Linked DNA regions of Mus musculus: region 2 is linked to region 1. The links are chromatin contacts, called in public Hi-C maps. All regions are on one chromosome and are shown on one strand. Each heading gives the region's core, a stretch centred on a gene start, on an enhancer-like site or on the middle of the called end of the contact. The rest is flanking DNA. Distances are from core to core; before and after follow the strand shown.

Region 1 (6,277 bases), core at 2,598-5,097:
TCTCACAGTGCCTGCCCCAGTGCCTGTTGGCATGCCACATAACTACACTCTAGATGACAGTTCCTCATCTGACACGAGCTCCTCTTTCTTTTCAAAACCGCACATTCTTAGATTCTCAGAGTCCATTCACAAATGTGGCAGAGCTGGTTGCTTAGACCATGCTGTAACTTAGCCTTGGTTTAAAGGGTGCGCCTTGTAATATACATACTCCTGGTACCCTGGATAAAGAGAGTCATGAGGCAAAAAGACAGAATCGCTACTCCCTTCAATAGTTTCTCCTTCATGTGGTACAAAAGAGACTGAGAGCACTACAGAAAGACATGGGGATGCAGAAGGCGAAGGCACTGACCTGGTCACGATCCCCGGCAAAGCAGCAGCTTTTCATAGTGCATGAGTTGAAGTAACCCTGATTGTCAAACTGGAACACTGGCAGGCGGGAGTGGATGTCATAGAGGACAGGGGGCAGGCGGCGCCGCAGTGCCAGGAGTTGGGTCCCATTGCTGTTGAATCGCACACTCATGGCACTCTGGAGAGACAGGTTGCCACCATAGCGCAGGAGAGAACTGGAAGTTAAAAGCACAAGGATCAAGTCTTTGGCAGACAGGATAAAAGCTTGCAAAACACACTCAATTTGCTTCTTCATGTGTGTCCAAGCTGTCCTGTAAGGCTTAAATCAGAGTTTCAACCAATGGTAATTAAATCCTAGAGTATCTTTTATTAGAATATAGTAGTTCCTCGAAGCCAGGCAGTGGTGGTGCAGGCCTCTCTGAGTTTGAGACCAGCCTTGGTCTACAGAGTGAGTTCCAGGACAGCTAGGGATACATAAAGAAACCCTGTCTCAACAAACAAACAAACAAACGAAAAACAAAAGAATTGCCCCTTGGAAACAAACAAAAACAAAAACAGGAAAGAGGAAAGAAGAATATCTCTTTGGTTACATTAACATAAACTTTTTTGTTTGTTTGTTTTTGGTTTTGGTTTTTTCGAGTCAGGGTTTCTCTGTGTAGCCCTGGCTGTCTTGGAACTCACTTTGTAGACCAGGCTGGCCTCGAACTCAGAAATCCGCCTGCCTCTGCCTCCTGAATGCTGGGATTAAAGGCGTGCACCACCATACCTGGCTAGAAGTGTTTAATTTTAATTTGTTAAAAGATGAGCTGGTAAATTGGGCAGCAGTAATGGATGCCTTTACTCTCTTCATGTAAGAAGCAGAGGTTGGCAGATCTCTGTGATTTCAAGGCCTGCCTGCTCAATAGAGTTAATTCCAGGACAACCAGGGTAACACTCACACAAAAAACCCTGTCTTTAAAAAAAAAAAAAAACTGTTAGAATACCTGATGATACCCCAAGCTCAGTTCCCAGAATTTACATGGTTGAGAGAGAAGTTCTATAGAACTGGCTGATCCCACAAACACAATGGCACATGTCTCACACACTCACTCACACACACACTCACACACACACACACACACATACACACACACACACACACACAGAGTTTTTTTAAAAAAGTTTTTGGTTTTGTTTTGGCTTTGGTGGGCTCGAGAAATGGATCAGCCATTAAGAGCACTGGTCCCTCCTCCAGAGAACCTGCATTTGATACCCAACACACACATGGCAGCATATAAGCATCTGTAATTCCAGTTCCATGAGATCTGGCTCCCTCTTCTGGCCTCCAAGGACACCAGTCATGCAAGTGGTGCAAAGACATATTCAAAGCAAAACAGTCACATACATAAAATCCACTATATTTTATAGATTTGTCTTTTATAACATGTCTGTTGATGTGCCAGGTCAGCTAAAGCTGCATACTGAGACTGTTTCCAAAACAAACAAACCAAAACAACAAATAACCAAACAAATAAAAGAAAAAAAAATTCATATTATATATGGGCCAACCAAATAAGTAGCCTAAATAAAGACTTCAATGTAGGCACATCCCCAAATGCAATAGGAAGAGTATACCTGTTTCCTTTTAATTTAAAACAAAGGTGGTTTATTTTTAAATTATTCATTTGTAAGATGAGGGGCATGCACCATGGTGCACGTGTGGAGATCAGAGGGCAGTTTATGGGATTTAGTTCTCTCCTCCCACCATTAGTGTTCCAGAGATCCAACTCGGGTTGTCAGGCTTGGAAGCAATGCCCTTACCTACTGAGCCATCTCACCAGCGCTTGCTTCCAGCTTTTCAGTTCCCAAGTGTATATTCAGCTTTGAAATATCTTAAATTTATTCATGTACTCTCATTTATCTAGCGTCCCTGGAAGCCAGTCTCCCACTAGCAGTCTTCAGATGAAGATGTAGAACTCTCAGCTCCTCCTGCACCATGCCTGCCTGGATGCTGCCATGCACCTGCATTGATGATAGTGGACTGAACCTCTGAACCTGTAAGCCAGCCCCAATTAAATACTGTCCTTATAAGAGTGGCTTTGGTCATGGTGTCTGTTCATGGCAGTAAAAGCCTAACTAAGACATACAGTATATTCTGGTTCACTTATTATGCTATAGTGTAGTGTGTGTTTTATGTGTATATGTGAATGTCTATGTATATGTCTGTGCACCATGCATAAGTCTGGTGGCCAGAAGAGGGCACTGGATCTCTTGGAACTGGGGTTAATGACAGCCACCAGAGAGATGCTGGGAATCTCAAGCCCAAGTTTGCAACAGCTCTTAACCTCTGAGCCATCTCTCCAGCCCTTCCAAGTGCTCATAACTGAGCCGTCTCCCCAGTCCCTCAACAGAATTCTTGATTACCTGGGCCTTATCTCACAGAGGGGTGGTTACCCATGCCACAACCATGTTCTCTTTTATATCTCTGATTCACTGAAGTCAGGCTATGTGAGTATCATTTGTATAGCTTTACTAAGCGGTTATATGTTCTTATTGCATTATTTTTTCTGTAGTTTCATAATGTTTATAACATTTTTAAAGTCATGAAGTGTGATGTTTGCATATGCTCTACCCAGGGAATGGCAGTATTAGAATGTGTAGCCCTGTTGGAGTAGGTGTGGCTTTGTTGGGAGTCATGTGTCACTGTGGGTTTAAGATCCTCATCCTAGCTGCCTGGAAGCCAGTCTCCCACTAGCAGTCTTCAGATGAAGATGTAGAACTCTCAGCTCCTCCTGCACCATGCCTGCCTGGATGCTGCCATGCACCCGCATTGATGATAGTGGACTGAACCTCTGAACCTGTAAGCCAGCCCCAATTAAATACTGTCCTTATAAGAGTGGCCTTGGTCATGGTGTCTGTTCATGGCAGTAAAAGCCTAACTAAGACATACAGTATGCTTCTAAATGACTTCTTTTGCTGATGAGGTCCTGACTTGCCTGAAGATGACCTACAGGAAGAATGGCCCTGAAAACGTTCATGCAGGAGCAGCTGCCAACCTGGCATGGTCATAAACACAACCTGCCAACACCAGCCGCAGCCATGCCTACTTTACCCTCCCAAAGCAATCTTCTCACCAAGGGAGGAATGCTGTGGTACTGCGGCTGTGTGCAGAAACAAGGTTTGGATAAAACATCGTGCCATCCTCCTGGGTGGAATGGATGGAAGACAGCAAAGACAAAAACCATCCCCAGAACTCCAAGTACCAAGGAGGAGTCTAGAATCCCAAGTCCCCAAATGATAAACCCAGCAAAGAAATAAATGATCTTATAATGTCTTGAATACAAGCCACACTCACTCACTCATACACAGAGAATGAAAGGACTGGGCAGCTGGAGCCCAGGCATTTCCTTTATAGGGAGCCCTGGCCACCACAGGCATGCGGTGCTATCTAAACACTGAGTTCAAAAACAATGAAAGGCTTTCAATCTACAGTCAGCATGGAGCTTGCAACTCAGCCAGAATCTGTGGAACTGAGGGTGGGTGAGGGGTGGAACAAGACTCAACAGAAACAAACTTGGCCAGCACAGCCAGCCCAGCAGAGCCCAGCAGAGCCCAGCAGAGCCCAGCACAGCCCAGCACAGCCCAGAACAGCACAGCCCAGCCCAGAACAGCCCAGAACAGCACAGCCCAGCACAAGAGCACAGCCAAGCACAGCACAGCACAGCACAGCACAGCACAGCACAGAACAAGAGCACAGCCAGCACAGCGCAGCGCAGCACAGCACAGCCCAGCACAGCACACACAGCACAGCACAGCACAAGAGCACAGCCAGCGCAGCGCAGCACAGCACAGCACAGCCCAGCACAGCACAAGAGCACAGCACACACAGCACAGCACAGCACAAGAGCACAGCACAGCACAACGCAGCGCAGCGCAGCACAGCGCAGCGCAGCACAGCACAGCACAAGAGCACAGCGCAGCACAGCACAGCACAGCACAAGAGCACAGAGCAGCACAGCGCAGCGCAGCGCAGCGCAGCCCAGCCCAGCCCAGCCCAGCCCAGCACAGCACAAGAGCACAGCGCAGCACAGCACAAGAGCACAGCGCAGCACAGCACAAGAGCACAGCGCAGCACAGCACAAGAGCACAGCACAGCACAGCACAAGAGCACAGCGCAGCACAGTACAGCACAGCACAGCACAGCACAGCACAGCACAGCACAGCACAGCACAGCAGCAGGGTTGACATCAGCTCAAGTCCCTGACAGGAAGCAGGGGCCTCTGCTAAACTCCCTTCTCATCAGTTAATAGTTATCCTCTCTGTCCATTCCAGTCAGGCCTGAAGAGGAGCCTGCCCATCACTGGCCCACGGGTCTATTCTATCCCCACCCAAGATCCTTGACCTGGCATTTATAATTTGGTTAGAGTGCAGGAGTGTGGCTCCAGTAACTTTTCTTCTTCCTGCATTTCTGGGTAAGAAGATTAATCTTTCAACCAAGGAGAGTGCACAAGAACCTGATGTAGTTAGGAGTACATCGTAGAGAACAAAATGTGATTCCTTCCAGAAGAATGGATGGATACATCTCAGCAGGAGTTTATGCAGCTGGCCATTTATAGTGAGAATAAGGAATGATCTATTTTGCCAAGAGAAAAGGCTTTCTTCCCACCGCCTCCCCAAGCCCCCTGAGACAAGGTTTCTCTGTGTAGCCTTGGCTGTTTGGCTGTCCAGGAACTCACTCTGTAGACCAGGCTGGCCTCAAACTCAGAAATCCACCTGCCTCTGCCTCTGCCTCCCAAGTGCTGGGATTAAAGGTACACGCCACCACTGCCCGGACTAAGAAAAGACTTAAAAACAGTTTGTCTTCATAGTCAGGATACGGTAATGTTTCTTTACTTCAGATCTAAAATGCTGGCTTAGTGGTTAAGAGCATGCACCAATCTTCCAGAGACCCTGAGTTTGGCTCACAACCACCTGCAACTTTTGCTCCAGGAGATCTAATGCCCTCTTCTGGCCTATGTACAAATACACACACACACACACACACACACACAATGCCCACTTCTGGCCTGTGTACAAATACACACACACACACACACACACACACACACACCCCTCCTCTCACATACACACAAAGTCATCCAGAGACTAAGCATAATAGGTGTACACCTATAATTCCAAAACTTAAAAGATACTTCTTGAAAGTTAGCATGGGTTACATGTCAAGATCCTGTGAGGGGCTAGAGGATTTTTTTATTGAAAATTTTTTGTTTGTTTTGAAACAGTCTCTCTCTACATAGTCCTGATTGTCCTGTAATTTATGGTGTATACTAGGCTGGCCTCAAACTCAGAGATGCTCTGCCTCCACAGTGCTGGGACTAAAGGTGATCTAGAACATGTTAAAATGTAGGTTTCCATATGGCTCAGCTTTGCCACTCTTGGCTACATATCTAAAGGACTCTGCTGCTGAGATATGTGCGTCTGCTGTTCTGTTCAGAATAACTGGGGAATGGAGTCAGTCTAGATGTCTATCAGCTGAAGGATAATAAAAATGTGGTACCTACACATAATAAAATTTTATTCATTCATATCTGTAAAGACAACTGAAATTATGAAATTTGCAGGAAAATATATGGAATTAGAAAATGTTATTCTGAGTGTGGTAACCCAGGCCCCCCAAAACACAATATGTTCACTATAACATAATTCTAGCTTTAAATTTTTAGATTTGTGTGTTTAATTTGGAATTTCTATAGAGGCCAGGGAGCTAAAACCAGCTCCTGATGGGGTCTGCGGGGCGTGAGGCAGCAGCATGGAGGGGTAGTGGTGCGAGTAGAGGGCACAGGGATGAGAGTGCAGGTGACGTTCTGGGCGTGCAAAAATTTATGTGGGGATGAGGGGCAGAGGAGAGGAGATGGTGAGGGTAGAATCACCTAAAACCAAGGACATTTGA
Region 2 (6,277 bases), core at 2,503-5,002, 350 kb after region 1:
CCCAGAATAGCACTCAAAACTGCAAACAGATGTCACCAACCTATATCCACATGTTGTTCCCAACATTTATGTTGGACAACTAAATAATTGTTTCTGGTGCTGCCGCTTTTTATCTGATTTAACTAGTGTCTCTGTCTCTCTGTCTCTCTCTCTCTCTCTGTCTCTCTGTCTGTCTCTGTCTCTCTCTCTCTCTGTCTCTCTCTCTCTCTGTCTCTCTCTCTCTCTGTCTCTCATACACACCCACATTGTTCTGGGTCAGGACAAGTCAAACAGGAGAGGGAAGGAATGTGGTCCGAGAGCAAAGCCATGCATTCAGTTTAGCTTGTAAAAGTGGGTTAGGGTTATAGGGCAAGTCCACAGCCTTAAGAGGGCTACACTGGCTTCTTAGAGCAGGATGAACAGGCTGAATACACAGTGTGAAACAGGTTGAGTGCATAGCTTTATGTGGTCTTATTATTAACTTGGTTACAAGGGCAGCAAAAGTTCAGTCTCTGAAGACAAGAGTGTTTTCAGAGGCTGGGCAGCGCTGGCCCACGCCTTTAATTCCAGCACTTGGGAGGCAGAGGTAGAGGCAGAGGCAGGCGGATTTCTGAGTTCGAGGCCAGCCTGGTCTACAGAGTGTGTTCCAGGACAGCCAGGGCTACACAGAGAAACCCTGTCTCAAAAAACAAAAAAACAAACAAAACAAAACAAACAAACAAACAAAAAATAGAGAGTGTTTTCAGAGGAAGCTGTTCCCACAGCTGTCCCACTGCCTTTGTAGCAGCAGGAAGCAGGGAGCCAAGGATGCTACTGTTTAGTATTGATTGATGTTGGTCCTATGGTGGAATAGAGATAGAGAAACTCACCAAGATGCTAAGCCATCATTTTTCCAAAGGACCAGAGGGGTCAGCCTTCTTGGAAAAGGCTGACACCCAGCTAGCTCACTCCAGTTACTTTATTCAAACATTATACAAAAAGTTAATCTGGACTGAGAAAGGTTCCAGCTACCAAGGTTATCTTGCTCTTGCTTCCCGTGAGAACCGATAACCCACACAGATCTCAGTCCCTTTTGTCCATGGCTAGCCATAATCAAAAGTAAGAACTCAAGGTTTACCAGGAGTGCCTTAGGACCAAGACTGGCGCAGCTGCAAGTTCCCACATGGCAGCAAGTGCAGATACGCCAGAGAGACATTTCTTCAAGGTTCAAACCCTCTCCAATTTCTCAGTCTCTACTGATTGACCCAAACATTGCAAAGGGTTTGCTGAAACATTTCACAGCCAGACACAAAGACCTTACTATTCATATCGCTGTAGTTTGGCTCTATACATTCAGGTCCAGACTCCAGCCTCTAGAACGGCCCCACCCACATTTCAGGTGGATCTTCCAACCTCCATGAATTAATATAGATCATCTCAAACAGACACCATCAGAGGTTTGTTTCCATGGGGATTCTAAATCCCAGCAAGTTGACAAGATAAACCAACATACCTCCCAAAGACATGTTAAAGAAAGCAAGAGACTTTGGAAAGCACAAATGTTCCAGCCGAGGAACCTGTCTCAATTTCTGGAAAGAGGCAATACTCTCAAACCATTAATCACAGTTTAGCCTGACTTGGGCAGTCTGTTTGGAGGACAAATACATGCCCCAGTCTCAGGAACAGCCTAGGGTGTCAGGTGTGATCTAACCAGACAGCAGCTGGTAAACTACTAGGCAAAGCAGTTGGTCAGGGAGCCCTGTGCCCCTGCCAGAGGAAAGCTCCTCAGATCTTCAACCATCTGCAGAGTCTCCTCAAAGTCAGAAGCCCCACAGCTCTGACTCAGGAAAGAGATAATGGCTTCTCTCACCCCACTTCTTGTGAAGGGGTAGAGCAGTAAGCCTTTGAGGGAGGATCAAGAGGATGATTCAGCCTGGTAGAAAGAGAAAGCCACTCCATCCAGTGGGGTTGAACGAAGGTCCTTCAAAAGTTTAGGGCACACACCAAGCCCAGGAATTCTGAGATAGAGCTTAATAAAGCAAAGTCCTTGGTGGCTGTCCCTGTATCCCCCCACAGTTGGAAATGCAACCTGTTCTGTGTCTCTGTGGCTTTGCTTAGGGGCTGATCAAGGGGAAGCCAAGGTGACTTGGCTACTCAGAGACAGAAGCCATCTCGGGCTCCAGGGCACCACCCAGGAGACAAAGAGAGAACTACAGTTTGGAATCATGGTCCTAGGGGACCTGACACCTGCTAATCCTGCTCTGAGCATTCAACCCATGCCTGTTACCCTGTCCCAGCCATGGCTGGTGGGCTTGGGGTGTCTTTTTTTTTTTTTTTTTTTTTTTTTTGGTTTTTTTGAGACAGGGTTTCTCTTTATAGCTCTGGCTGTCCTGGAACTCACTCTGTAGACCAGGCTGGCCTCGAACTCAGAAATCTGCCTGCCTCTGCCTCCCGAGTGCTGGGATTAAAGGCGTGTGCCACCACGCCTGGCACTGGCTTGGGGTGTCTTAAAGGAGACTTTGTCCTTTGCCAAGCAGCAGTTGAGCTGACAAGACCTCAGGAGGACCTTGCCTCTCTCCCTACTTCTGTGGAGAGGTGGCCCTGATAGAGAAGGCAAAGCCTCTGCTGGTCACTTGCTGGCCATGTGGCATTGGAGAGCCACTCTTTATAATGATTTCTGTATCTATGTATGTTTATAATTGCAGGAGAGAAGTCTCTTTACTCTCATAAGGTCACGTAGATGACTATGGAGACTCCCATAATCCAGGATTTTTCTGCTCTGTAGCCTGTGACTGCCACTAGAGGTCAGGAGAGCCAGGCCCTCTAGGAGGATGCTCTGGTTAGTTGAACTAAGTGCCACACTGTCCTCTAACTTATCTGAAAAGTTTGAGCCAGGTGTGGTGGCACACGCCTTTAGTCTTAGCACTGGGCAGGCAGAAGCAGGTGGATCTCTGTGAGTTTGAGGCCAGCCTGGTCTACAGAGTGAGTTTCAGAACAGCTAGGGCTACACAGTGAAACACTGTTTCAAATCAATTATTTAGTTAATTAATTTTGGCCTTGAGATGAGAACAGGAAAGACAAGGAAAAAATAATCAATGGAAATGCCCATTGCTGCCTTCACCCCATGTCTGAGGCTGTGTGCCTATCTTTATTCAGTCAGCATTTATTGTGATTCTCTGGCGTGGAGTTGCACACCTCCATTGTCTTTTATTGGGCTTTTTATTGAGGTAAAATATGCGATCAAAATTTATCACTTGAGCCGGGCAATGGTCATTCATGCATGCCTTTAATCCCAGCACTCAGGAGGCAGAGGCAGGCTGATTTCTGAGTTCGAAGCCAGCCTGGCCTACAGAGTGAGTTCCAGGACAACCAGGGCTACACAGAGAAACCCTGTCTTATTTGAACCCCTTTTCTTTATTTTTGCTTTCTTCTTTTTCTTTTCTTTTTTTCTCTTGTCTTGTCTTGTCTTGTCTTGTCTTGTCTTGTCTTTTTGGTCTTTCAAGACAGGGTTTCTCTGTGTAGCCCTGGTTGTCCTTGAACTTGCCCTGTAGTAGATCAGGCTGGTCTCAAACTCAGAGATCTGCCCTCCTCTGTCTCTTGGGCATTTGAACCATTTCTACACATGTGACTTAGTGATGTTAAATATATTTACATTGTTGCGCAATCCGTTTCCAGAATGCTTCATTTGGCAAACCTCAGAACCCGTTAAGAGATGATCCCTGGCCCCACTCCCTGTGCTGGCAAACTCCATTCTACTTCCTGTGTCTACGGCAACTTTAGACACAGACCCAGGAAGTGGAACAAGGCAGTATTTGTCATTCTCTTTACATGTTTGTTTATTTATTGAGTGCTGTACAGCACACATGTGGAGGTCAGAGGTTAACTTGTTGGAACCAGTTCTGTCCTCCACCATGTGGGTTTCTGGGATTAAACACAAATCTTTGTCGATCTCTGTGTTTGCTCCCACTGATGAGCTGTCTTGTGAGCCAATTTTTGTTTGTTTGTCTTGTTAAAGATTTATTTTATTTTGTGTGTGCGGCTGCTTTGCCTGCACGTATGTGCGTACAGTATGCGCATGCGTGGTGTCTGAAAGGTGCCAGGAGAAGGCATTGGATCTCCTGGAACTTGAGTTACAGATGGTTGAGAGCTACCATGTGGGCATTGGGAACTAAGCCAGGGTCTTTTGCAAGAGCACCCAATGTTCTTAACCAGATTTTTTTCCCCACTAGCTTACTTCATTAGCATAGATAGCATCCTCGAGGTTCAACGGTGTGTCAGGATTTCTTTCCTTAAATAATATCCTATCACTTTAAAAAAATAAAAGCGAATTGAAATATTATTCTGACGAGTTGTTGGCCAATGGAGGGGGCCCTGTCTGTCTCACAGGTCAAAGGTTCGCTGCCCAGTTCCTACCCTTCTTTTCTTTAGGATTTCCTTCACTCTGGCTTCCTGCAGTTTAGGTAGGGATGCTTGGATGTCCACTACCGTCTTCTTCCCAGCAGATGGCAACATGCTGCAGATTCTGGTGGGAAAGTGAGCTGGGGCTCCGGCAGCAGGGGGAGGGCGGGCTTTGTGACTGCACAGCGCTGCGTGATTGGCCTGGGCTGATCTGTAGGTCATTCCTTCCTTTAGGATAGAAAACAAAGGCTCTGCTTTGACCGTCGTATACCTAGCACATTATAAACCGGACCCTTTCACACTGGTTTCTAGTTTGTGGTCTCACAACATCCCTTTCCTGGGTTTATATAATAAGGTCCATAGTGGCTAAGAACTTGCCCGAGATCACATGACTTGGAAATGGAAGTTCAGGCCCTTGCGCTCAAGGCCAGTGTTCTTTGTAGCACATCCTGGAAAATATAACATGTATTGGAACATCATTATGACACGCGTGACTGTGGATGCTCTTTTCAACTCACCCCCAGTTCTGGTCTAGATTGGAGCTTCCCATCCCTGGAGATGCTTCTCAGGAAACAAACAGTGGCGCATGCCTTTAATCCCAGCACTTGGGAGGCAGAGGCAGGTGGATTTCTGAGTTCAAGGCCAGCCTGGCCTACAAAATGAGTTCCAGGACAGCCAGAGCTACACAGAGAAACCCTGTCTTGAGAGAGAGAGAGAGAGAGAGAGAGAGAGAGAGAGAGAGAGCAGCCACATTCACCCCGCCACGGTGGTGGGGGGGAGGCGTTTGTCCTAATTGTGTTGGGGGTGCTCGAGGCAAGAGGGCGTAGGGCAGAAGTCTACTTACCATTTGTTGTGGGCACAGAGTGTTAAGACGGTAAGTATTGTGAATTTGTCAGGCATATGATATAATTGAAGGAGAAATACCTTCAAATTCAAAGTAATGAGCCCCTCAACAAAGTGGCTAAGTGGTCCTGGGCCTGCCATCCAGGGTGAAGACCCAGGATGCTACCTTCTACTAAGCATTTGGTAATGAATTGAATGAATTGATGGTTGAAGGCTGGCACAATAAAACCCACTTTTTCCTTTCATTAACAGAAGAAAATAATTACCACATTTCTCATTTGGAAATTCCATTGTGGCCTCCGGCTTTGCCTAGAGTTTGCTTCTGATGAATGATTATCTATGCAAAGAGGGAACATTTGGGTTCAATTTTAAAGAGACCTTTTATGAGATAGTTGCTTTAGAGTGTGGCTGTGAGGGCTGAGGTTGTGGCTCAGCTGGTAGGGGGCTTGCCTAGCATGCCCACAGCCCCGAGTTCAAATCCCCAGTATGGTATAAACCAGAAGTGGGTGTGTGTGGCTGCTATCTCACTCAGAAAGTAGAAGCAGGAGAACCAGAAACCCGAGGCCACCCTCAGCTGCCTGACAAGATCGAGGCTGGCCTGGAACAAACCCGAGAACTTGTTCATAAAACAAGCAATAACAAAGTAAGTATGGAGGTAAAAGAAACCCTTAGGAAGGTGGCCATTGCTCTTCTTATAGATTTGTGCGCTGCAGCTTTCCAAATATATACTGAAATCATACATTCAGTCCTGTATTTCATGATCTAAACCAACAAAAATATTGTCCATATTGTTCAATTAGCATTCTACACAAACCCATTGTTGTTTGATGGCCATTCTCTGCCTTTTATAGCCACCTGTCAATTCCTGTCATCTCCTTCTTTGAAGATTTAATATTTTTATTTTATCTGTCAGGTAGGGGTGTGTGTGTGTGTGAGTGTGTGTGTGTGTGTGTGTGTGTGTGTGAGTGTGTGTGTGTGTGTGAGTGTGTGTGTGTGTGAGTGTGTGTGTGAGTGTGTGTGTGTGAGTGTGTGTGTGTGAGTGTGTGTGTGTGAGTGTGTGTGTGTGAGTGTGTGTGTG

Evidence for each region. Hi-C and Micro-C count contacts between places; a contact is called where the count stands out from the background.
Region 2: a contact with region 1 is called in a Hi-C map of cortical neurons, with 3 times the contacts expected there. The contact joins two enhancer-like sites. A contact is called at or near these places in 10 of 39 promoter capture datasets (the 3T3-L1 cell line, the C10 cell line, the HPC-7 cell line and 6 more), 6 of 484 Hi-C or Micro-C datasets (the N1E-115 cell line, cardiomyocytes, cerebellum and 3 more) and 2 of 9 other capture datasets (adipose tissue and pancreatic islet).

What each region holds. Positions count from the first base shown.
Region 1 is chr12:80,376,169-80,382,445 of GRCm38.p6, forward strand. It overlaps Dcaf5 (DDB1 and CUL4 associated factor 5), which reads right to left. Exons shown (of 9, transcript NM_177267.5): 6 at 350-563. Among named protein-coding and RNA genes, the nearest start is that of Mir1843a, 12 kb to the right of the region's middle. Within about 2 kb of position 3,848, at least 137 of the 459 cell types and tissues checked have an H3K27ac peak or open chromatin away from gene starts, as enhancers often do. A contact at or near this core is called in cortical neurons, where this site is marked.
Region 2 is chr12:80,726,254-80,732,530 of GRCm38.p6, forward strand. No RefSeq gene overlaps it. Among named protein-coding and RNA genes, the nearest start is that of Gm51986, 10 kb to the left of the region's middle. Within about 2 kb of position 3,753, at least 19 of the 459 cell types and tissues checked have an H3K27ac peak or open chromatin away from gene starts, as enhancers often do. A contact at or near this core is called in cortical neurons, where this site is marked.